4 separate regions of the Mus musculus genome follow, and all the other regions are linked to region 3. The links are chromatin contacts, called in public ChIA-PET, Hi-C and HiChIP or PLAC-seq maps. All regions are on one chromosome and are shown on one strand. The core of a region is the stretch at or near the end of the contact, and the rest is flanking DNA. Distances in the headings are between cores, read along the strand shown. Region 1 overlaps Hivep1 (human immunodeficiency virus type I enhancer binding protein 1). Region 2 overlaps Hivep1 (human immunodeficiency virus type I enhancer binding protein 1). Region 3 has its middle 57 kb from the start of Gm32778. Region 4 has its middle 10 kb from the start of Gm28707.

Evidence for each region. Hi-C and Micro-C count contacts between places; a contact is called where the count stands out from the background. ChIA-PET counts read pairs in DNA pulled down with a chosen protein or histone mark. HiChIP or PLAC-seq counts read pairs in DNA pulled down with a chosen protein or histone mark.
Region 1: a contact with region 3 is called in an RNA polymerase II ChIA-PET map of memory CD8 T cells, with 8 read pairs. The contact joins two enhancer-like sites. A contact is called at or near these places in 3 of 484 Hi-C or Micro-C datasets (bone marrow-derived dendritic cells, bone marrow-derived macrophages and epidermal suprabasal cells) and 2 of 115 datasets of contacts at active chromatin or transcription factors (memory CD8 T cells and microglia).
Region 2: a contact with region 3 is called in a Hi-C map of bone marrow-derived macrophages, with 4 times the contacts expected there. The contact joins two enhancer-like sites. A contact is called at or near these places in 4 of 484 Hi-C or Micro-C datasets (bone marrow-derived macrophages, cerebral cortex, embryonic fibroblasts and 1 more) and 4 of 115 datasets of contacts at active chromatin or transcription factors (CD8 T cells, bone marrow-derived macrophages, effector CD8 T cells and 1 more).
Region 4: an H3K4me3 HiChIP or PLAC-seq map of bone marrow-derived macrophages shows a contact between it and region 3, with 4 times the contacts expected there. The contact joins two enhancer-like sites. A contact is called at or near these places in 12 of 484 Hi-C or Micro-C datasets (the Ba/F3 cell line, CD4 T cells, Th1 cells and 7 more) and 7 of 115 datasets of contacts at active chromatin or transcription factors (bone marrow-derived macrophages, craniofacial prominence, double positive thymocytes and 4 more).

The regions. Positions count from the first base shown.
Region 1 is chr13:42,075,149-42,081,237 of GRCm38.p6, reverse strand. All of the region lies in intron 2 of Hivep1 (human immunodeficiency virus type I enhancer binding protein 1), which reads right to left. Among named protein-coding and RNA genes, the nearest start is that of Hivep1, 26 kb to the right of the region's middle. Within about 2 kb of position 3,652, at least 26 of the 459 cell types and tissues checked have an H3K27ac peak or open chromatin away from gene starts, as enhancers often do. A contact at or near this core is called in memory CD8 T cells, where this site is marked.
Region 2 is chr13:42,094,378-42,100,506 of GRCm38.p6, reverse strand. All of the region lies in intron 2 of Hivep1 (human immunodeficiency virus type I enhancer binding protein 1), which reads right to left. Among named protein-coding and RNA genes, the nearest start is that of Hivep1, 45 kb to the right of the region's middle. Within about 2 kb of position 4,481, at least 114 of the 459 cell types and tissues checked have an H3K27ac peak or open chromatin away from gene starts, as enhancers often do. A contact at or near this core is called in CD8 T cells, bone marrow-derived macrophages, effector CD8 T cells and 1 more, where this site is marked.
Region 3 is chr13:42,240,774-42,247,278 of GRCm38.p6, reverse strand. No RefSeq gene overlaps it. Among named protein-coding and RNA genes, the nearest start is that of Gm32778, 57 kb to the right of the region's middle. Within about 2 kb of position 1,323, at least 78 of the 459 cell types and tissues checked have an H3K27ac peak or open chromatin away from gene starts, as enhancers often do. A contact at or near this core is called in CD8 T cells, bone marrow-derived macrophages, effector CD8 T cells and 1 more, where this site is marked.
Region 4 is chr13:42,033,792-42,039,677 of GRCm38.p6, reverse strand. No RefSeq gene overlaps it. Among named protein-coding and RNA genes, the nearest start is that of Gm28707, 10 kb to the left of the region's middle. Within about 2 kb of position 4,252, at least 8 of the 459 cell types and tissues checked have an H3K27ac peak or open chromatin away from gene starts, as enhancers often do. A contact at or near this core is called in bone marrow-derived macrophages, where this site is marked.

The DNA.
Region 1 (6,089 bases), core at 2,403-4,902, 170 kb after region 3:
TCTCCTCAGGGATTCCTACAAAGAAACGGACAGTCTCAAAAGCCCCAAAACCAGCAAATTATTTAGGTATATTTAGTTAAATGTATTTTAAATACATATAATCTATGCCTTATTTTATTAAAATCAGAACAAAATCAGGAATCAGATCAACAATTCTTCACATTTTTGTGGCTGAACTGTCTTAAACACAACATGAATAAATTTAATTTTTTCTCATCTTCCCAGAAAGCTTTCCTTCAGTGAACACCAACAGATCTGCACTTTCTGATAGAAATGCAATGCCCCAAATCCTGGGAGCTCTCTTCATTCGTAGAGGTGTCGAGTTCCTTCTGATCAAAGCCCCATTAGGACTCTGATGAAAAGACCTCTTCCCGTCCAAAGGCAGGCACATCCTCACATACCAACAGCACATCTCAAGTCCCCAAGGCCCAGCCGGCCTGGGGCTCTCTCTGTCCCTGTGGCTGCCTAGCAGTAGGGTTGTGGAGAGCAGTGGTGCTGATGCTTTGAGTTAATGCAGAGTCTGTGTGGACTGACGCTGAAGGGCCTTGAATTGGCTTTTGATCTATCAATAAAGAGGCCAGAGGCCAATGGCTGAGCACAGAGCAAGACACTTAGAGTTTTGAGGGTAAGCTTTTCAGATAAGTGGCCACTGGCCACTTCCCTGACTGAGCCTGGGATAGCATGGGAAGGTTTAGGAGTACCCAGCTTATGAGGTAGCCAAGGCATTTTAAAATTAACTCTGTGTGTGTGTGTGTGTGTGTGTGTGTGTGTGTGTGTGTGTGTGTGTGTTCTCCATTCACGGATCCGAGATAGCTCCTGGGCGGGTGTGTAAGTGGTGCAGCCAAAAATCTAACCACAACAGGATTCTCTCCTCACAGACAGAGACTCCACTGCTAGACAAGACGCACAGTCAGTCAAGCCAAGCTGTCTCCCCTCATCTCCAAGCAGCAGAGCCAGGCCAGGCACATGCCAGGCTTAGTGCTCTGGTGCTCCCTCCCTAAGTACTCTCTGCCCAGTACCCTCGCTACTCCTTAGTAACGAATCTTAGCAATGATCTCGCTTGTATCAGCTGCAAAGCTTCTTGTTACTATCTTTAAACACAGAGACCCACTTGTAAGGGGGACACTGCGGCAGAAATTGGTATTTTTCCACAAATTCTGTCCCTGAGTTTAAAGGTCCAGAGAGTTTGCAATCGAGAATCCTGAGCCAGAAACTGAAGAGACGGCTCAGTAGGGAAGCGTACTGGTTAAGAAACTGAAGAGCCAGCTCGGCTCAGCTTGGTAGGGAAGCGCACTGGTTAAGAATAGTGGCTACTCTTCCAGATGACTGGGTTAGATTCCCAGCACCCACATGGCACCTCACAACCATCTCTATCTGACTCCAAGCCTAGGGGAGCTGTAAAAGCATGCACCAGGAACACACAGACACATGTGCACACAAGACACCTATACACATAAAAATAAATGTAGTAAATAAATAAGCAAGAGCCCCAACTCATCCGGCTTCATTAGTGTAAATCTGTGCCAGCGCCACCCTGTCCAGCCCTCCCTGTCCAGCCCTCCCTGTCATCCAGCCAAGCTGGCCTGAGGATTAAGATGGGACAGAACATTTAGAATACCAGAGGAGAATGACTGGCAAAAGAAAAGAATGTCACTTTTATTGAAAAAAAAAAAAAAAAAAAAAAACCTGTAGGAGCTATGGATCCTGTAGGAGCAGGACTCCCACCACCTAACCCCAAAGCAGAGTTACTTGCAAAGCCAGTTTCCCCACGGCTCTGGTGGGAATTCAAGACAATAAGATAAATTGGTTTTTTTCACTTTAGGTCATGACCTTTGGTTTATAAAAGGCAAAATTTCTACCAAAGGTGACTAGCAAATATTTAATGAGAAAACTGGTAAAGGAAAAACAGGTGGTCCAGAACAAAAAGGCAATGCCAGTTAGACTGGCACTGAGTTAGGGATGTACAACTAGCTGGTCACATATTCCACAGTGCAGGGAAATCAGAGACGGGAAACACTGCTAGTCCCAAGCATTTTGGATGAGGGCTACTCCCCTGCGCACACGTCTTTACCAAATGAGCGTCTGTGCCTCCTACCACCTTAGGGGTGCTAGAAGAGGACACACAAAAGCCCCCCTCCTTCCTGCAGCCTAGCCTAGCAAGCCTTCCAGCTACAGAGGTGCAGTCCTATATTCTGAGAATTTTGAAATTATAGCTGATTTCATTTTTAGCTGAAATCAGAAGAGACAAATAGCAATGGAGGAATGCATGAGAAACAGCAAGTCTCCCACAGTTAAAGCCAGCTTCGGATGGACATTAGGACGAAGGGGCACAGTCAGGTGAGCTCGCTCCTGACAGAGGCCTGCTGGGGACTTCACAGCTCAGTCTTCACCATGGCTCTGAGGCATATGCATCAACAACTATTTGAAAATATCAACAATGATACTCAGAGCAGAAATGTCACCTCCACAGAATCCAACAGAGGCAAAGGGGGAGAGGCAAGCTACTTGCCAGTGCCCACAGTTCATCTTTGTCCTTGCTGGCACTGGGAACCATGAGGGGAAGCTTCACTGGTTTTGCTTGTTGTAAAATCCATGGCCCTTTCCAGACTGTCTGTAAATGCATAAACACACAGGATAAAAAAGGAGAGCAACTGTGCCAAAATATAGTTCTCAGATATTAAAATGTGCATGTGAGAAATGGTCCTACATGCTGTTTCCTTATGAAGCTGAACAGCCAGTAGCTTCTGCCTTCACAAGGGAGCTATCACAGACCAGCACGTTACAGACACTGAGTCTTCAGGTAGGAATTATCTGCCCCACACTGCCATGTTCCATAGCCTCTTACCCAGGATGCTTTTCAGGAGAAACGTAATAAGCAGAATTTATCATGCAGATTTCATTCCTGGCATCAAGAGTACTTAATAACAAAAGAGTAAAGCACTTCCTGCAGTTAGTTCAGACTGCAAAGTCTCCAACAGTCAAACTTGCTCACCAACCATATGACTGTGTTTTGTTCAAGTGGGTTTATAAGGAGCATAACCTTCCACAGCAATAAATTATACAAAGGAGCATGGGTCCATGGACCAAGAGTTAGGGAATTTTAATTTTTGACATTAATTCACTGTACAGACAAAAACAGTATTGATCAATAGGGGTGACCACAACAGTGAGAGCAGGAAGAAGTGGATACAAACAGATACTGTATCTCTTACTTGGTTGTTAACTAGCAGACAACAGGAGATGCCCAGCAACCAGGAAAATAGGGCATTTCTGAGGAGATAAACGATGCAGGTAACACCCTAAAAGATGAAAGAGCTTCCTGTGAAAGAGGCTCTTCCTTTTATCCACTGCATAACCCACTCACCCATTGTGTGTCTGCCACTGCTCTTGCACTAGTTGCACCCCAAGTCTCTGAAACTCCCATCCCCACGATATGTACCTCAGCAGCCCTGTGGCCCCTGTCCCATGACTCACACACTGCCATCTGTCTGCACTGTTCCATCTACAGATGCTCAGAGTCGCTCTTCAAGTCCCAGGTCCCAGGCAGTCTGCTGGAGAAACATGTTCCATCAAGCTATACAGCTGTGTGTGTGTGTGTGTGTGTGTGTGTGCGCGCGCAGGCGTGTGTGTGTGTGTGTGTGTGTGTGTGCGCGCGCGCGCGTGTGTGCGAGTGCGCGTGTGTGCGAGTGTGCTCGTCCACATGCCCTCAGGAGGTTACCTACCAAGCTCTGCATATGGCAGAGAAGAAACCCAATGAACATTTGTCTCATGGCAAATGTTCAACATGCATCTGAAATAAGCTAAAAGCTTCATACTGTTGCTACCCTAGCAGAAGAATTTCCATGAAAATCATACAAGTGTGTAATCTACTAGCTGTTTTTACATATGGCAAATGCAGTGGTTTGAGTGGGATGTCTCCCAAGCTCTGGTATTTGAATACTTGGTTCCCAGCTGGTGGCCCTACTGGGGCAGCTTAGAAGGTGTGGCCCTGCTGGAGGAAGTATGTCAGTGGGGGTAGGTTTTAAAGGTTAATGACCTGGACCATTTTCACATTTAGTTTCAATATTTCCCATCTGCATTTCAAGATGTGAGCTCTCAGCTGTTCCTCTTGTTGTCCCTGGTGCCAGCTGCTACCCTTCCCTGCCACAAGGATGACAGGCTCTCACCCCTCTGGAACCATAAGTCCACAGTAAACCTCCTTTCTGGAAGGTTCCTTGGTTGTGGTGTTTTATCACAGCAACAGAAATGTAACTAAGGCATAAGTTGGCAGCATGGACTGGGCTGTCGCTGTGCCAGACCTGAGCACGCTGTCTTAGGTGGACTGTGGAAGGCTGTGGGATTCCAGACTCTAGCAGACCTGAGCACACTGTCTTAGGTGGACTGTGGAAGGCTGTGGGATGCTGGACACTAGGAAAGCAGTCGACGCTTGTAAGTGGAGCTTAAGGGGCATCCTCGTAGGAGCCTGGAAGACATTCTTTTCAAAGTTCTCATGTGCGTGTCAGCTAGCACACAGACCCGTGTGCTTCTCTCCATTACGGGTACGTAAGGCAGCCCCAGTACTCACACTTACTGATAACATTGAAGTGGAAATCAATAGTGCTTTAGCTTCAGTTACGTTATTTCTTAGGGATAAATTTCCAGAAATGGAACCTGTATATAAATCCTTTAAAGGAACACCACCAACAGCACAAGGAAACACCCCTGCTCCACACAACCTCAGCAGCTGCAGACTTTAATTCTTTAAAATATCACAAGCTCCAGCTGAAGCCCAGTGGTTATGAAAGACTACCTGCAGTTCTTACGGAGGATCCAGACTCAGTTCCTAGCACCCACACGGCGTCACACAACACTGGTAGACTCCAGTTCCAGGAGTACCAAACCCTCTTCTGCCCCTAGGGGCACTCAGGGTACACATACAGTCAACCAGGCAACACACATAAATTATAAATAATCTTTAAAAAATAGGAATTTTTATTTTGGGAAATAAAAATTATTTTCACACTATTCTGATTTCTACATTTTAAGTAAGAGAGTAATTTTCTTATTTGTGTTACTTTATGGTTAGTTTGCAATTAACTTTAAAAAAAAGATTTATTTATTTATTATATGTAAGTACACTGTAGCTGTCTTCAGACACCCGAGAAAAGGGCATCAGATCTTGTTACGGATGGTTGTGAGCCACCATATGGTTGCTGGGATTTGAACTCATGACCTTCGGAAGAGCAGTCAGTGCTCTTACCCACTGAGCCATCTCTCCAGGCCAGTTTGCAATTAACTTATGCAATAAAATAAACTACATACATTTAGTACTAACTTTATCAACTAAAAAAAAGGATCTTCTGTTTTTGTATCTGCCAAGTTCTGCTTCTCCAAGCCTGAGGACATGCTCTGTACAGGTACAAGACGTTCTCCGCTTCCCAACTTGCGGTCTTGTCTCTGTAGGTCCAGCCCTACAGCAGGAGGTGAGTTTCCTCACTTCCTCTCCTAAACAACCCCTCAGTTAAAGTTCAACATGACTTACAAAAAAAGCTCCTGCCCTGAGTGTGGTATTTATGTAGGATTAAGACTCATTATGAAATTGCAAATGTTAAAAAGAAGAGTAACTTTACAAGATTTTGGAAACCGCTCTCCAGCTATATTTGCACAGGTCTAAGGACTCACGCCAAGCAAAGGGGCCCATGGGCCTGGATTTGCTAATGAGACCTGGCCACTCTCACCTCTTCTCTGTGCCTCATTAAAAGTAGGATACTATTTTTATTAAAAATACTGCCAGTCCCCCCAGAAATCTAAGAAGAAAGGCACTACTTAAATGTCTCCTGGTTTTCACTCACAGAAGCACCTCTGGCAGGGTAAAATAATAGCCTAAACTAGGACATTTTTATATCAATTAGCCTGTTATTTTACTGAAAAGTATACTCCAACTTTATTTTCAAATAATTTCAGAATAAGCAAGCCAGGCATGGTGGCAGACACCTTCAATCCTAGCACCAGGGAGGCAGAGGCAGAAGTGGGCAGATCTCTGTGAGTTCAAGATCAGCCAGTGCTGCACGGTGAGGCTCTGCTTCCAAGACAGCAACAACAATAAGATA
Region 2 (6,129 bases), core at 3,232-5,731, 150 kb after region 3:
GACAAGAGGGAAGCTTGTTTGTTAAAGACAGGAGAACTGCCAAGCAGTTCAAGCATGAAGTTCTCTCTTTAGCAATAAATCCTTGTCCTCCAAGGGACAGTAACTCCGCTAGTTTGGGAGACATATCAACAATAAAATTACATAAAATTAATATTTTAAAACTATGAATGTTTTATTATAAAAACAACTACATTCATAGACTTAAAATATATATAGTGGTGAAAATATCACTTGCATCTAAGGATGGCTTGACGTTAGATAAATATATACCCACAATATATACTCACTGCACAGACAGAGCAAAGCAAGACAATGGTAAGAAATCCCAACTTGCTCCATGTAAAACACCTAGTAGGTCGGGGCAAATAGTAGGTCAGCACAAATCATTTCCAGAACTACAGAAAGAATATGCCCAGAATATCAGCTGTGCCCACTGTGTAACTGTGGACTACTGTGGGCCATCCCATTAAAGTCGTGTTTGTACATTACTAGGCACTGAGTGTCCCAGATCCAGAAATCAAAGTTATCAAAATATTAATCCCTTATAATAACTGTTTTTTAGAGCAGTCTCAGATTGACAGCAAAATTTGTTTAGAAAGTAGAGTTGTTATACACCCCCATACCACAAGCACTTCCCCCCACTGTCAGAATCTAGACATCAGCCCCACAGTGGATCATCTGCCACTCAAAGAGCCTAAACTGAGTGTCACCATCACCACACCCAGAACCCCTGATGTGATCCGTGGACTGCACTTCAGCAGCATTGGTGCCCACCGTACAGAACAGCTTCCCCTCTCTAACATCCTCTGTGCGCTGCCATGTCTCTCTCCTTCTCCACAGCCTGCCGGGTTACTGTCTCCATAGGTTACCAGTTCCTAAGTGCCACACAGCTGGATTCACACACTATGAAGCCATTTCACCCTGGCTTACTCCACTCAGTCACATGCAGTCAACCTTCAATTTGTCTCCCTTGCAAATAAGAACACATTTTATTTTGATCAAATTCCTACTTCACTGTCACCCCTCCATGTCCCATGTTCCTCCCTTCCTCCCTTCACATCCTCTTTAAAAAGTATGTGTGTGAGTGTGTTGAGTGTGTGTGTGTGTGTGTGTGTGTGTGTGTGTATGTGTGTGTACACACCCATCCTTGCTTTTGTACATAATAAAATATGGAGTCAAATTGTCTGCAGGCACATGGACCATCTACCCATACTGTAGCAGGGGTAACATCTTCCTGAAACTGCTCCAAGTTTAATCTAACCTCCCAGAACTACTGCCCAGTCTTCTTAACCCACATGAGACTTCAGCAGTCGGGTGTGTAACAAAAGGTGCCAGTGACAAGGCTCCCTCTGCACAACTGCTCCACAGCGCCCGACCAGGGGGCACTACCCCATCCGTTCCCTCTCCGTGCCAGCTGATGAACAGTAGTGTCTCAGAGGATGCTTGTCTTTTTCTGGGCTTTATGAGCTTGATACATTGACTTCAGCCATGTTTCTAATTTTGGCTAACTTGTTTTGTAAGCACAGAAAAGCCTTGTAATTATTGCAGTAAAATCTCTTTCCTCAAATCTAGGATGCTGACAGAAACAACTCAATTTATACTCTTGAGATTTAATAGCTTTGACAAAAAGTAAGTCCAGTCCAGAAACCAAATATTCAAGCCAAAGAATTAGAGATTGTTTGTCCTGCATACTACATATTTAATTTGTTTTTCACTTTATGTGTATGGGTGCTTTGGCTGTATACAAGTCTTTGCGCCCTGTGAATGTAGTACCTGTGGAGACCAGAAGAGGGCATCAGATTCCATAGGTCTGAAATTACAGATGGCTGTGAGCCACCATGTGGATGCTGGGAATAGAACCCAGGTCCTCCAGAAGAGCAGTCAGTGCTCTTAACCTCTGAGCCATCTCTCCAGCCCTACTCATTACATGTTTTTAGACAGACAGGCAGGCAAGCAGGCAGGCAGGCAGGCAGGCAGGCAGACAGACAGACAGACAGACAGACAGACAGACAGATTGAAAGAATAAAATTTCATGCTGTGTCTTCTGATTTGTGGCAACTCCTCAGGTAACAACACTCAGACTTCTACTTTAATTAGAACAATAATCCCAGCACTTCTAAGGCTAAGCTAGAAGGACAGTGAGGTTGAGACCTACTTGGTTATATAAAGAGACAATGTTATTTGTAAATAAGTAAATGAATAAACAATAGATTTTACTAGCAAAGAATTTTAGGGTGTCTGTGTGTCTGTGTGTCTGTGTGTGTGTGTGTGTGTGTGTGTGTCTGTGTGTGTCTGTGTACATTGTATGCCTGTCCATGTGGAGGCCAGAGACAATGCTTTCTCCTCAATAGCTCTTTGTCGTATCTTCTGAGGCAAGGTCTTTCACTGAACCAGTAGCTCCCACCGCTTAGGCCAATGGGCCAATGAGCTCCAAGGATCGGCTTGACTGCCTGCCTACCATTCCTAGCTCTTCTGCCTGGGCACTAGGGTCTCGTGCCTGACTGACAGGTACTTTACCAACTCAGCCACTTCTCTAGCATAAAAACCAAGGGTTCTAGTTGTAGTTCTTTCTTTTCCAATTTATTAAATATATATCCCATACTATACTGTAACTTTGGTTATCAATGTTCATTGTAAATATGATTTTATAATGATATATATAATTATCAAATATCACACCCTCCTAGGTGGCAGCAGCACTGCAGAAATTCACATCCCGCCCTACATAGTATCCCCAGCAGAGAGACCAGATCATGAAAACGTGAATTAAGCATGAAGACGGAGGCCAATAAGAGTGGTGTTCAACTGGAGATGCAGCCAGCACTACCTCACCTGCTGATAGTGCAGAGAGCCTCGCTTCTACCCACAGCTCTGCCAAGGCAAAATAAACACAGTCCTAAATCTAGTATTTAAGATGGTAATTTTTCCTTGAAGTTATTGCAAGACAGATATTATTAAAAGCAACAACAAAAACGTCTGCCAGCCCCAAATGCTCAAATTCTAATGAAGAAGAAAAGAAAAGTGATTTTTTTTTTAATAAAAAAAATGCACCTCAGTAAATCATGTATGTTAACTATAAAAGGAGGGGAAATAGCAAAGGTTCCACAGTGTCAATCAGATACAATGAAATCACCTAGCTACAGCCAGTTACTATGGTCATGTGACAGCACCATGTGGCCACTGTAGTAGCACTGGAAACAGCAGTCATCAGGAACAGTGTGGGAAACCAGAAAAGTGTGCCATACCACACCATGTCAGCTGTGCTGCACACTTTACACATTTACACACATATGTACATATTTATACAAATATGTGTAAATGTTTATGTATAGATGCACATGTAGCTTCATATATATATATACACATATACATATATACATGAACTATTATGAATGACCGATTCTTGTGAGTATATGACCTTCCAATTCTTCTTCAATGAATATAGATGAACACAGTGTCATTTCTTCTGCCATGAAGGGAGCAAGGGACATCATACTGTTCTTCCTAAAGCACAAACCCTCGGATCAAGCTAGTTTTTAGGGGCTCCTCAGGCAAATGACTGAACCAAGTATAACACTATAGAACACTTCAGACTGCCACCAACATTGACAGATAAGTAAATGAATGCCAAACAGGCACTTTTTATGCACTGCTGAGAGCTGAGAGCTATGAGAACACAAAAGTCATTAGCTTTCAAGTGCAGTTCTCTCTCCTTGGACAGGAAAAGGCAAGATGACCCATTTTCCTGGTACTAACCATTGGGGGCTCACATTTCTGCGTGAGGTTAATGAAAATGTACGCCCCTTAAATGTTACTGTTCTAGTGAGAAGCTTGATCAGAGAAAAAAATAATGTTGCCCTTAAATAGCCAACAAGTAGTGTGCTGGTATCAAGATGCTCACCCCCTGCATCTGTGCTGAGGCTGAAAGCCACGGGCCAGCACAGCGGCTTCTCTCCTACACTCCCATGCCTTCCTCATCGCAGGGGAGTTGATAGGGCCGCAAAAGGAAAGTCGTTGTTCTTCTCTCTCCATACATACACACATAACCTTCAGCTGCAGCACCCTGCTGCCTCCCTGGCTGTAGTCAAGGCAAGGTTCTCCCTTTTCTAAGCCCCTGAGAGCCTCTTCACTGTGAGCCAGTGCCTAGTGAGGGAGGGCTTGGGACTCCTCTGCTGGTCTCTCCACAGGAGACAGGCAGGCACTGTATGCTCTGTCAGCACGCAGCATGGCGAACTCACTGAACTTGGTGCTTCCCCTTCCCATGGGCCTCTTCTCCTCACTGTTCACCTCTGTCTACTGCTGCTGCTGCTCTGACCTTCCACAAACCTTACAACAGGAAACACAACTTTCCAGTGAACCAGAAACTGTCAGTAAGAATACAATTTTTTTTAAGACTCAGTACAATTTGACTAGACAGAGCACCAAACAGTCCTGTCCACACACCACAGTAGAGATCAGTAACAAGCCATGCCCCTTGTCTCTCACACTCCGTTCTGAAACACCAAGGGAAATAGGTCACTGCAGAGACTGCCTCCCTTGCCACCTCTGAGGACATGTGGACTAAAGCAGCTGCACGGAAAGTCTCCTGGTCTGCGGGGCGGGTGCTGGAGTCGGGTGGGCGGGCTCAGTGGTTGAGAGCACAGAACACTTGCAGAAGACCTGAGGTTGGTTCCTAGCACTCATGTCAGGAGGCTCACCGTCATCTGTAAATCCAGTTCGAGGGCATCTGACGGCTCTTACCCACTTGGGCATCTGCACACCTATACACATATCCACAAACCGGCATGTAAATACACATGTAGTTTAAAATGAAATCCTTAAAGCTGCAAAATATAAAGGCATTTAATCCAGCTACAGGAAATGCAGTTTTTCTAATAATGAAAACCACAATTTTTTTCAAAGATGTGGTAACGAGATCTTTACTTCACCCCTCGAGGTCAAGTTCTAAGCCCAGGTCTTAGGGCAACACTCCCAGCCACTTCAACACCAATGGCACATCACAGCACTGGCTACATCACAGCACTGGCTACATCACAGCACTGGCTACATCACAGCACTGGCTACATCACAGCACCGGCTACATCACAGCACCGGCTACATCACAGCACCGGCTACATCACAGCACCGGCTACATCACAGCACCGGCTACATCACAGCACCGGCTACATCACAGCACCGGCTGCATCACAGCACCGGCTGCATCACAGCACCGGCTGCATCACAGCACCGGCTGCATCACAGCACCGGCTGCATCACAGCACCGGCTGCATCACAGCACCGGCTGCATCACAGCACCGGCTGCATCACAGCACCGGCTGCATCACAGCACCGGCTGCATCACAGCACCGGCTGCATCACAGCACCGGCTGCATCACAGCACCGGCTGCATCACAGCACCGGCTGCATCACAGCACCGGCTGCATCACAGCACCGGCTGCATCACAGCACCGGCTGCATCACAGCACCGGCTGCATCACAGCACCGGCTGCATCACAGCACCGGCTGCATCACAGCACCGGCTGCATCACAGCACCGGCTGCATCACAGCACCGGCTGCATCACAGCACCGGCTGCATCACAGCACCGGCTGCATCACAGCACCGGCTGCATCACAGCACCGGCTGCATCACAGCACCGGCTGCATCACAGCACCGGCTGCATCACAGCACCGGCTGCATCACAGCACCGGCTGCATCACAGCACCGGCTGCATCACAGCACCGGCTGCATCACAGCACCGGCTGCATCACAGCACCGGCTGCATCACAGCACCGGCTGCATCACAGCACCGGCTACATCACAGCACTGGCTACATCACAGCACTGGGGCCTAGAGGGCCACCAAGTGACCCACCGGGGAGGAATCCCTTGTGTTGAGCTAAAGAACAAGAGGAGGGAGCAAGCTGAGACGACATAATACAGTGAGTGTGACAAGGACGATCTGAGGCTCATTTCTGGTTCTTGACAAAGAAAGACATCTTAGGTTCATCTCAAAAGGCAGTTCTGATGTCTGAGACCATGGATGGACTACAGGAGACACACAATTAGTATTAGCACCTGCCACCACCTTCAGAAATGCTAACTTTTTAAAACTCATCAAATAGCCAGGCGTGGTGGCACACACCTTTAAT
Region 3 (6,505 bases), core at 74-2,573:
TCCCACAATGGTAGATGATTTACATTGTTATCACGTTTTCAGAACTGTCACCTACCTGAAAAGCTCTTTATAATCTAAGAATGGAGCATTCTATTTTGAGCCAAGAACCATACTTAGGAAGCTTCCCGGGTTCACCCACAGCAGGAGCTACTGGTTTTGGAACCTGCTCCTACCCCAAGTCCAACCTCCTTATCTAACATTTTGGAGAAAGCAAATTTATATAAAAAGCCATACTTTGAGAAAGGCAAATCTAGTTTATTAAATTAGGAGCTGGCATGCAAATACTCATTAACTGGAATCATAAAGTGTGCATTAAAATCGATTATGCTATTTATCTCACACACACACACACACACAATCCCCAGAAGGAGAAGTTTCCTTCTTTCTGTTTAAAGCTCAGAAATAAGTTTTATGGCCCTAGAATGAATGAGGGGTACTTCTCTACCATTCAGTGAGAAACTTGTCAAGAAACATTTCTGTCACCCCCAAAGGCAGAATATATTCACAAAGACTTACACAATATTATTTTTATGAAATCCTGCTTTCGAAAATGATAAAGCCTGCTTGTGGATGTGGAGATGACTCGGTGGGATTGTTGCCTGAGTTCAGAGCCCCCGAACCCATGGAAACAACCAAGCACAGCTATGTGTATCTGTAACCCCAGGCCTGTCTGCGAGGGATTAGAAAGCCAGGCAGATCTGAGGGGCCTTTTTGACTCCTAGTCTAGCTGTTCCAGCAAGCTCCTGTCTCAAAAACTAACTAACAAAAGGTGGAGAGTGAGTGAGTGCAGAAGACACCTGCTGTTGACCTGTGGCCTCCACACACATGCACAGGCAAGGACACCTGCAGACACACACACAAATCTATGCACACACATGTGTATCCCCTGCCCACACACAAATAATAATAACAAAAAATAATAGGAAAAAACTTGAAAACTAAACTAAGAGACCGGAAAGAAAAGCACAGGAATTAAAGAAGGCAAGAGCAGCTTTGAAAAAAACACTAGGCCAAAGTTCTCACATACTAGCCTTTCTTCCAAAGGAAGGCAATCCACGTGATGCGAGATGCTTCCTCTTCTCATGTACTTTAGAAAAGCTTTTCACTTTCTTTTTTGGTCTCTGGCAGGGGACTTCCTACCATATAGCTTCATCCCTCCTTAAACTCCGTGAATTAGCCTCCTCTGGAAAAAGTAGATTCCAAGTCCTGCAAACCATTGTTCCTAGAAATGTTATCAAATGAGACTGACTGTAGGCAAGTGATCTCCTTACTAAAATTAGCAGCAGACTCCGTTGCGAACAGAAAGGAAGTCTGCGTGGAACGGACTAGAACTGAGACAGCTGAGACTCACTCTTTCCATCCGTTTCGATGGGCCCTGTGTCAGTGTCACCATCCTTGTCGTGGGTTTCCTGGCCCTCAAGTGACATAATGGTATCCCACTGGCAAAGTGACATAGCCAAGGATATGAGCAATGTCACAAGATATATAATGTACAAGCTGTCCCTTGGATTGACTCAGATTGCTATGGCTTACCTTACATGTTAGTCAGACAGATATATCCAGTCTTCTTCCTAAGCAGCCTACATAATAAAATAAAATAACTACCTGTTAAAGAATCTATCTTGCTTAGAATAAACACTCTAACTCTCCCAGTGAATATTTGTCAAATAATACTTTTTGGTTTTGTTTGCGTATGAGATGATGATGGCCCCATGTACTCTTGCACATCTCCCCAAACAAGAACTTTCTCCTCTCTTCAGACTGTCTCAAAAAGTGGTGGGGTACCAGTGAATTGCCCCTCTGTAAGTCTGGAACCTTCTTGGTCAATGCAATGTTGAAGAGCAGGCAACTTCAAGTCCTATCAGAAAGTGCCAACGAGGATTCTAGCAGCCCAGGTTAGGGGGAAGCCAGGAATGGTCTCTAATCTTGGTCTTATCTGCTGACCTTGGGGTCAGCTGAGTCGTCATTTGGAGACACCTGCCTTCGAGTCCTTCCCCCTGCTTATATGTGATTGGATCATTTGGTGACCTCAGCCTCAGTTTCTTCCCTTATAAATTGATGTTATTGGGCCCATTTTGCTGTGGTTTTGAAAGGATTAAATGATCGTGATGTGTGATGAGTGAAGTAAATTAATGACCCAAACCTGGGACTCACTCCACAAAAAGGCTTGCCACCATCAGCTGATCTAAAAGTCTCCCGCAGCAATAGAAAGTTCCCATGGGGGCTTCTGCTTAGTCTGAGATTCTGTTTTTGGATCCTGGCTTCCTTACCACCAGCTGAGGGAGCATTTCCAGGTTCAGGTCTTCAATTCTTCCACTTTAATAAATGCTTTAGACCACAAGGTGGTGCTTTATTCTAAAGTTTGATATCAGGAGGCTTTTCCAACTGCAACCAGGGTGCAGCACACAGAGAGTGCATTCCGTGTCACTAAGCCCAGCTTCCAAACCATGATCCGAACATCTGTGTGGAATCCTTAGCCCTGTGACTAATCACCTCGAAGCACAAGCCATAAAATGAGCTTCCAGGATAGGAAGAGGGTCAGAGGCACGGCAAGACACAGTTCCCTTTTCAATGGTGTTTATGTAAATCTTGTATCAAATCTACAGTGGTACAGTGTCCCTTCAGTCCCCCAGTGAGCAATCATTCAAAGAATACAGAGATGAGCAAAATGAGGGTGACCTTGTGACATTGATCCCGAAGTAGGAAATAGCCCATTTCCCCTTTGATACCTCCAGCCACAAGCATGAGCCAGGGTCATGGGGGCTCTGCATGCAAAGCATGTTCCCACCCTCCTTCATTTTCCACACACTCATATACTGGGTCTCCCTGAACTGGCATCATACCACCATTGGCCAATTGCCCATGGGTGTGAAGCCCTGTAGGGAGTCAACTTCCTGTGGGCGTGGTTTCCACATCTCCAGATGCAGCCAGATATACATCAAATATGTATTTAAAAAATACCTCTGAATTTCTGAGAATGTGGCTTGTAACATATGCAAAACACCCCAAGTTAAGAGCCCTAGCACCCACATCCCTGGAGCTTGCTAGCCAGCCAACCTACAGAAAGCACCAAGCTCTAGATCAAACCTCAAGGTCATAGGCAGAGAGCAAGAAAGCAGAAAACCCATCATCTTACTCTGGATTCTGTGTGGTGTGGAAGTGCAGGCATACACGTGCATGTGCGAGCGTGAGCTCATACACACACACACACACACACACACACACACACACACACACACAAGTGGACACACATATATTGCCTCTGCAATTAAATCAACAGATATTTTCTTGTCATTATTACCTAAATAACTAAGTATGACAACTTTTTACACAGTATTGATAATCTAAGCCTTTAAAGTATATAGGAGGGGCTCGAGAAATGGTTCAGCAGTTAAGAGTGCACATTTGTCTTCCAGAAGACCAGAGTTCAGTTCTTAGCACACATATAGGATGGCTCACAATCATCTGTGACTTCAGATACAGAACTGACACCTTCTTCTAGCCTCCTCAGGCATACATACATACAGACAGACAGACAGACACACAAAATAAACCTTACAAATCCATAAAGTGTATGAGAGGATATGTATAGGCCCTGTGCAAACATTACTCCTTTTTATGGTGGAAACTTAATCTGCAGGGGTCTTGGAACCAATTGTTAGATTCCAAGGAAATCTGAGGAATAACAGTACCTTTACCTTAGTTTGTTAGAGATTAGGTTGTCAGGACTTTACAGTCATTATTAAGAGAAAATACAGAATTAGTCCTGAGCTATCATGGCTCTGTCAGCAACTTTGGGAGTTTCCACAATTTCTGTTCTTTATGGAGGAAAAAAAAAAAAACAAAACAAAACAAAGCAAAACAAACAAAAAACAGGTAGACCAGATGACTGCAAAGATCCTCTTTAGTATAAACATTCTGATGCCAGGAGTGGTGGCTCACAACTGTAATCCCAGCACTTGGGAGGCCGAGGCAGGATTGCTACACGTTTGAAACCAGTCTGGAGGATGTAGAGAGTGTCAAGTCAGTATCAGCCTGCATAGCAAAACCCCGCCCTCCCCTTCCCCCAACAAACGAACAAAACCCTGGCATTCTGTAAGTCAGTCTTATCCAAGACCACCCCTGAAAGCGGGTTGAAGTAGTGGAAGTTTGGATAATTGTAGATGAGGGTAAGAGGAGAGGAAACCAAGCAAAGATACTTCTGGTCAGAAAAGGCTAGCATAGGGACAGTTGGGGTGGGGGTGGTGGCAGGGGCGACAAGACTTGTGAATGCAATGCCCAGGAGGGAGTGTGCAGCGGAGAAGACAAGAGCAGCCAGTCTTGCAACTTGGGATAAAGATGAAGGCAATCTGAGATCTGTTCATAATGGGAAATTGTCTCGCTAAAGACCAAAAAGAAAAAAAGAAACAGCTTTCCCAAATCTGTCAGGTTTTACCCAAAGGATTAGCTCCCAGATTGTACTATAGCCCATGTTCTTTCTAAAGGCCTCAGGGACTTCCCTTCACTAAACTCCCTGACCCTTTAATCCTTCTGAAAGTGACCTGTCCGTTCCTTCCACTAATGAGACCAGAGAAAAGCGGGCAAGTTTTCAGGCAGCCTTTCCAAGAACATTCTGTTGACCCTCTTGCTCTCTTGCTGCTCTTAAGGCTATAAGCAACATTCTTTTATTTAAAAAAAAAAAATCTTCACGTAGCTCATAATGGCTGCAGCTCATGAAGATACTGGGGATTCTTATGCACAGTGTTCTTTGTGTGTGTTCATCAGTTAGAATGAGCTTCACGTTAATAGATGAAATTTTACTTAATTAAGAAAGTTGGTACTTCTCCCACCTCCCAATAATAAAAGCATTAGCACTCGGAGGAAGGTAGAGGGGATGAAAGATTCAGGCCACCAGGCAGCAGCATGGGAAGCTGCCACATTCCAGGAGTTACTGAATTTGGAGGAGTGCTGGCTCTGCCCTTTGAAAATGACCTGACTCAGCATGTTTGGATTTTATGAGCACCCTGATGTGTTATTTGGAAACTGTGTGACCCTTATTTATTTGACACGAAATGTTTTATTGTCTAGTGAAAACAATAAATTCCATAACTAAAAGTAGAAACAGGCCTGCCATCTGGAGATCTAAAGAGACAGAGGTATCCTTGGAATCTGTGACCTCATTATCAGAAGAGTTAGTTACATATACACAGGTATACGTATTTGTGTACGTAATTCTAATGCATGTGTTATAGATTATATACAAAGAGATGAATCACAAAGTGGTACACTGCTAATTTGGGGGGAAATCTCAACATGATACCTTTTTTTTTCCCACCTATTCAAATAATAAAGAATTCGTCATGCTTTTTTTTTAAGTTTATATTTTTATGGTTTTTAGACTTTTGACTAGGTAATGGTTGGGAAATTTTGTCAATCATTTTTACCCCCCTTAAAAAGCATCACTAGCAAGTGATCTGGTGAGGATTCATCACTAAACACATGATCTAAGATTGAGACTTATAAAGAGATCAGCCCATGTGTCTCTGGTGGTGTCTGTGAGAATAACCCCATGGGATAAAGCAGATAGGAGCTCTGGTCCCAGGAAGTGACATCAGGACTTGGTTTCTAAAGGTCACCCACTTCTCTCCGTTAGGACCTAACGATACAAGTCTATGGATAATGAGGGCTGTCCTCTCTTGGTACTTGTCTAAAAAACCATTGAACGATTGTCTCTTTGCTTCTATTCAGAGTGTGGCCCTGGCAGAATCTATCCAATCAGTTGCTCATAGAGGAAAAATATAACTTTTAATAAACAAGAAAGAGGGCTGGGAGATGCCTCGGTGGGTAAAGGTCCCCAGAAATGATGGAAAGGTGAAAGGAGAGAACCTGCACATATGGGCCATGGTACCTGCAGTAACTGAGTGTGCATGCACACACACAAACTCAATAATACACTTTAAAGGTTTTTTGTAAATAAATGAGAACGGGCTGTGAATGCTCAGGGAACAGCAAGAAATTGATTCCTGGACTTTATTGCATCTGACTTTCCTTTTCCATCAGATTCAGGGCTTCCGCATTCCATTTAGTGTTTTTATCTTATGTTGTACTTGGAATTGACTTCTGATTAATTAAATAGGAGTTTTGACCACTTATTGCAATTAACATTCCAAACAACGAAAGCGGCTTCTGGCAGCTGATATGTCAGCCATGTATAGTCACCGACACAGGATGAGAAGTCTGTGGTAGAGTCAAGGCAGGAGGTCCAAGGTTGGATGACTGAGAATACAGAGCAAGCTTTGGGCTGGATAATCTCCTGGCTCGTTGCCTGGATGTAAATCCATTTTAATAAAATATAAGTATCCTTAAATGTGAACAGAGCTCACATTTATGGCAAGGCATTTTTTTTTTCATTTGAACAGAGCCACAAACAGATCTCTAGAGCTGCAAGGGATTCTATCTCTCTCTCTAGAGCTGCAAGGGATTCTATCTCTCTACAATGGACCAGTTGACTACTGTTTTGGTTCTG
Region 4 (5,886 bases), core at 3,003-5,502, 210 kb after region 3:
CCCAATCATTTGACCGAGTCATCAGTCAGTATTTAGAAGTATCCCGTGCCCATGGTTGTCACTGTGGATATGCCTCAAAGCCAATCTGCCCACCATACTATGATCTTTTTTTTCCTTTTATTTCAGCTCCCTAAGAAAATCCCTGATCTATGTATTTACCTGGATCTATATGTATTTATTAATTCATCCTATTAGTTAAGCATATCAATACTTTTAAATTCACTGCATATAACTTTAATCTTGCCTTATGGGACACCGCTGGTTTTGTTTGTGATGGGAGTGCACTGTGTAGTCCAAGCTGGTCTTGAGGGCGTGCTCCTCCTGCCTCAGTTTCCCGGGAGTGCTAGGGCTATAGGTGTGAGCCACCTTTGCCTAATTTTCCATCCATGCATTTGAGGTCTGACTTGCCAGTTTTTTGTGGTACCTTCCATGGCCATCCTGACCGTCGTCTCTGTTTTTCTCTTGCTGGACAACATTTCTGGGATCTCATGACTTCTCTTTCTCAGTTTATTCCCTTGTTTTGGGTGTGCCCACCCTCCAGTGACCTCCAGGAAAAGGGTTTATGGAAAACAAAACCCTTAGAAACTTTACACCTGAGAGTGGCTTCATTTGATGCTCAGGTTTAAACATATGCTTTGGTTGGAGAGAGAATTTTAGGACAGAAAGACTTTTCTTGGCCCAGAATTGTGAAGGCTCTAAACCCACGTTCTTCTGGCTTCCAGCTAGTTGAATCCCTGAATCTCTATTCCTCACATGAGATGCCTTTTTCCTCAGCACCCAGAGTCAGTTCTCTTTGTAGTCCCTATATTCTAAATTTCACAGTAACATATCTAAATTTTTATTACTATATTCTGGGCTCTTTTGAAGTTAAATTTTGGCTTAAAATCAGGTGTTGTTTCATTTGCAGAAATATTTTCAAGTTATACCCCCACCATTTTTTTTATCTACTCTTTCTGAGTCCTTTCAGGAAGCACTCACAATTCAGCCATTATCTCACCTAGGTATCTCCACTTTCTCCCTTAACCTTTTATCACATATTTTTCTACTTTCGCTTCTCATATGAGGTTTTTTCTCTGCAGTGTCTTCTTCTTCTTCTTCTTCTTCTTCTTCTTCTTCTTCTTCTTCTTCCTCTTCTTCTTCTTTTTTTTTTTTTTTGCTTTTTTTTATTGGATATTTTCTTCATTTACATTTCAAATGCTATCCCAAAAGTCCCCTATACCTGCCCTGTACTGAGGCATATAAAGTTTGCAAGACCAAGAGGCCTCTCTTCCCAGTGATGGCTGACTAGGCCATCTTCTGCTACATATGCAGCTAGAGACAGCTCTGGGGATACTGGTTAGTCCATATTGTTGTTCCACCTATAGGGTTGCAGACCCCTTCAGCTCTTGGGTACTTTCTCTAGTTCCTCCATTGGGGGCCCTGTGTTCCATCCATTAGCTGACTGTGAGCATCCACTTCTGTGTTTGTCAGGCACCGGCATAGCCTCACAAGAGACAGCGATATCAGGGTCCTGTCAGCAAAATCTTGCTGGCGTATGCAATAGTGTCTGCATTTGGTGGCTGATTATGGGATGGACCCCCAGGTGGGGCAGTCTCTGGATGGTCCATCCTTTCATCTTAGCTCTAGACTTTGTCTCTTTGCAGTGTCTTCTAATATTTTCCTTCATTTTTATCCATTTCCACAGTTCAATTTTTAATATCTAAGAACTCTTCCCCTCGAAATATTTTTCTAAAACCCCTTTTCTTATCTTCTCCCTATATACATCTTATTGTAGTATATTACTGGCCGTTTTTTCATTTTTACGTGTCCTCCTTGAACTGCTTGGTCCTGCTGCTGTTTCACTGGTTCGTTTCCTCTTGTTTGAGACCCAGATAACCCTCATCTCCCTAGGAACAGCACCCCAAAAGCTGACTTGTTAGAACCTTCTTTACTGATGGGCAGCTGGTCAGCACTGACCAGGGAGTTCCCTCCAAGCTGGCCTGGTTTATGCTTCTTCTGAAGTCTTTCTTTGTCCTAGTTTCAGATCTGTTCTCGTGGGCTGATCAGATTACCCAGAAAGACTTCTGCTTGGTGTGTGTGTGTGTGTGTGTGTGTGTGTGTGTGTGTGTGTGGTGTCACAATGTTCCAGATCACAGAGGAACAAAAAAAACATGACATGTTCAGCACAGAGTTTTAAGTTCAGTCTTCCTGGTTGTAGAGCCCTGTTGGGTGTCTGTCTCCAGGAAGTCAACCTGTGAGTTGTGGTAGTTACTAGGATCTGCTGCAAAGACACTAGAAAGGGGATCCTGAAGTCTAGCCGATCCTTAAGCTCACCCACAGTGTGACTTCCAGAGGTAACCCTGATGCCCATTCCTGAATTTCCACTGGAATCCTTTTTAACACAACTAGAGAAGGCAGCTGCTTAGCTCTTCCCACAGTTAGCTGAAGATTCTCTCTCAGAGCTGCTTCTCCCAAGGAAACGTTTACTACGTTGTATATTCTTGTTTAGTGCGCATTTGTAACTTTGTGCCTTTCAAAATGTGTATTCTCATCTGAGCGGGAGAATTTATTTAAAGGCTACTGGTTCATCTGGCGTCTTTAATTGAATGTCCGGCAGTATCTAGTCTAGTCACAGTGCCTATAGGATGTGTTCAGTAAGAAATTATTTTAACTTGCGATCGCTTGTGAAAGCAGAACTTGAAGGAAAGTGTAATGGCGCTCATGATTTATATCTTCTCTGGAAGAAGAGTAGCATTTTCAAAACTTTCCTGAAAGCCAGGGAACAGCTGGTTTTCGCCTTAAATTTTGATTAATGAGCACACCCTCTTTTTTTTTTTTTTTTTGTCTGTTCTCTCTTAAGCTGGGCACTGTGGGTCGAGGGCCCTTCCAGCCAGTTGCCATTGCTATTCTGAAATGTACCTGTGCCTGGGAGGTTCCTGCAGGTTAGATTTTGCTGCTGAGAAAGCTGCTGTTGCTGGCACTGAATTTCAATGACTTCCTGCAGGCAAACACCTGGAGGCAATTACCTGTGCTTGTCTGCCAGCAGACACGCATACAGTTCCAATGGGAAAGCTATCTGTATGAATTTCAAAGGGGGTGAGGGGTAGATTTGCTTTGTGTAATATTTTGCTTGTGTCTAGGTTAGCCAGTCTAGGAATTTGTCTTTGCCCAATTATGTGTTTGTTAAGCCATTTTTGCCCCTTCACCATAGAACTGGCAAATGTAGACTTTGTTTCACCCGTTCTGCTGCCTGGTGATAGACTTCTTCTCTTTCTTAGTTCACAGGACAATGATAATGAGGGAAGAAATAAGGAAGGTCAGGGAATCTACATTTAATGTAAAATGACAACATTTTAACTTGACATTCTTTAATAATAGACCTGTCATTCAAAAGAAAAAAAAATAGGTCAAGGTTGAGGACAGAGTCACACAGAAAATTTTATTAAACTTTATCGTTAATATTTATGCAGACATAGTGATACTTTCTATACCTAGATATGGTCTCTGGGGGAAAACTGTTATGTTGATCATTATTTTAGCTAAGTGGTTCTTCCTTTAGCTATATCATAAATGTTCTTAATGTAAATGTTGACTTAAATTGCACCTTTAGAAATGTCAAAAATACCATTAAGATGTGTGTAGAGTTAATGTTGTACTGGATAATGCTAATGGAATGTATTTTATGATTTTGTAGACTGGTACAATGAGGCCAATTAGGAATTTATTTTGAATGCAGGCAAACCTCAGTCCTTACTTAATGTCAATTTCTTCTGATTTTATTCTATCCAGGCAAAGCTAAAGATGACTAACATAATATGTAACTTCCTTCCTTCAACAGGACCAAAACATCACACAAACACTTCCCTAACCCCGACCCCTACCTCCACCCCCACCCCATTTCTTTCATTCCTTTTTCTAGACTCTCTCTCGGTTTTATACTTAAAGTATTTGCTTCCATTTTTTTACTCCTCACTCTCCCCATCCCCCTGAAGTTGTAAGGCACCATTGCCTGGAGCTTCTTCCTCCTGCTTAAAAATGAGACCAATCCAGGTCCTTCCAGCACATAGTCTAAATTCCTCCTATACAGGTTACTAATACATAAAAGCGTCTGCTGTATGTATGCAGAAACCCCTGAGAGCTGTAAATAAATCATGTTTTTCTGCAGTTTTAGTGTTATAATTGGTAACTGCTTTGCCCAACAAGAACTTGACGTTAAATAAACCAAGAGTATGACTAGCAATATCCCACAAAATGAAACCACCATGGTGACTCACTAATGATTTAAAATGCTGTCGCATTTTCCCCCAAGAATTACTGTTTAAGAAAAAGATCCACTAGTACAGGACAACTTTAGCATGTTGGTGACACACATGTCATTGCCTCTCTCCCCCTAGCACCCCTCCCCCCTGCACTATTCTGGATTGCTAGAATTCTAATCTGACAAAACTGAAAAACATCTAAGCTTTTCCTTTCTCCTTTTTTTTTCCTGACAGTAAAAGTTCTGAATAAGGAAGGACTTAACAGTTAGCAGTAGCCTAAAATAATAATCGTTTGCTTAGCCTACAATCACGAAGGCACTTGTGGTCTCTACTGGGTTCACATGTGTATCTGGTTGGCTGTGAGTTTGGCTGGGCCTGGCTGGCCTAAGACAGCTTCACTGGGATCGTCTCATATCCTGCTATAGTCACTACCTGTTAAAAAGTGAGCCTGATTATAAGATCGTTGGTCAAAGCAAGTCACAAGACTAACTAAGCAGAAAAAAAAACAAAAAACAAAAAACAAAAAAAAACCAGGATCTAGAACATGATGGGAGAAATTGAAAAATAATGCAAGCAAAGGGCTAAGCAGCCAATGAGAGAAATACTGGCTTTCTGTTTTATATAGTGGAGTTTCTAAGAAACCCATAAAGACCATCAACGATAGGGCACGGCCAATGAAAACAATAACAAATTTCTGAAATGAGTTGTTGGTTTAAAAAACGGCAACTAAGATGGAACAATACAGGAAATCCCTTTTTTAATCACCCACTTCTCTGTTTACTGCAGGAAACAATAGAAGAGGAAAAAAACCAAAAAAACAAAAAACCCTTTAACCTGCAACTTCAGTGTAATTTCTGAGCACATTTAAACCTATTACAGAAACACATAGTAACCAAAAGCAACGATTCTTAAAATAAGACAAGTGGAGTGAGAGTGTTCTAATTTCATACATTTCCCTTAAAGAAAAGTGATTGATTGGTTCTAGACTTGGATAAGTTAGTACTCCTTGTTTGTTTCTTGAGACTAACCACTGTAACGATAATCAATGAATTTATCACTCTTTCAATGTAGTGGAGGGGAAACCGAAGGATGAATCGAAGACCCAGTCAGGAAGAAGGGAAATCAACAATGGTTAAAAAGCAACAGGAAGTAGATAAGGCAATTCATGCAGCACTCAGTAGGATGGAGATTTTAGAACAAAGCATTAACTGCTTCCCAATGTATGCCCAATGACTAGCCCTATTAAAAGATAAAGACGTCCATCTCAATAACATGGGGCAGTGAGCAGGTTAAGTCAGACATCTGAAATAAGGGGTACACATTCTGTTACTAAAAATGAAATGATTAAAAAAATGCTATACAACTGTCAGCTCCCCCAAACCAGTGTTTCTAGGTCCTTGTCTATCAAATTACTATTTAAGGAAAATATGTATTCTTCTTACTAGGTATGAAATGGTACACTTCAATGATAAAATTGTCATTAACTAGGAAGAAACTAAAATTTAAACCCACCATTCAATATTGCCTTAACGTACGTAAACAAAGTTAGCAGAACTCTGAAAAACAAGCTAATCTCCTACCATACTGAAGGATTTTTGTTTGCTTGTTTGTTTTGTTTTTAGCCTATCTCTTCATAATAGGACCATAG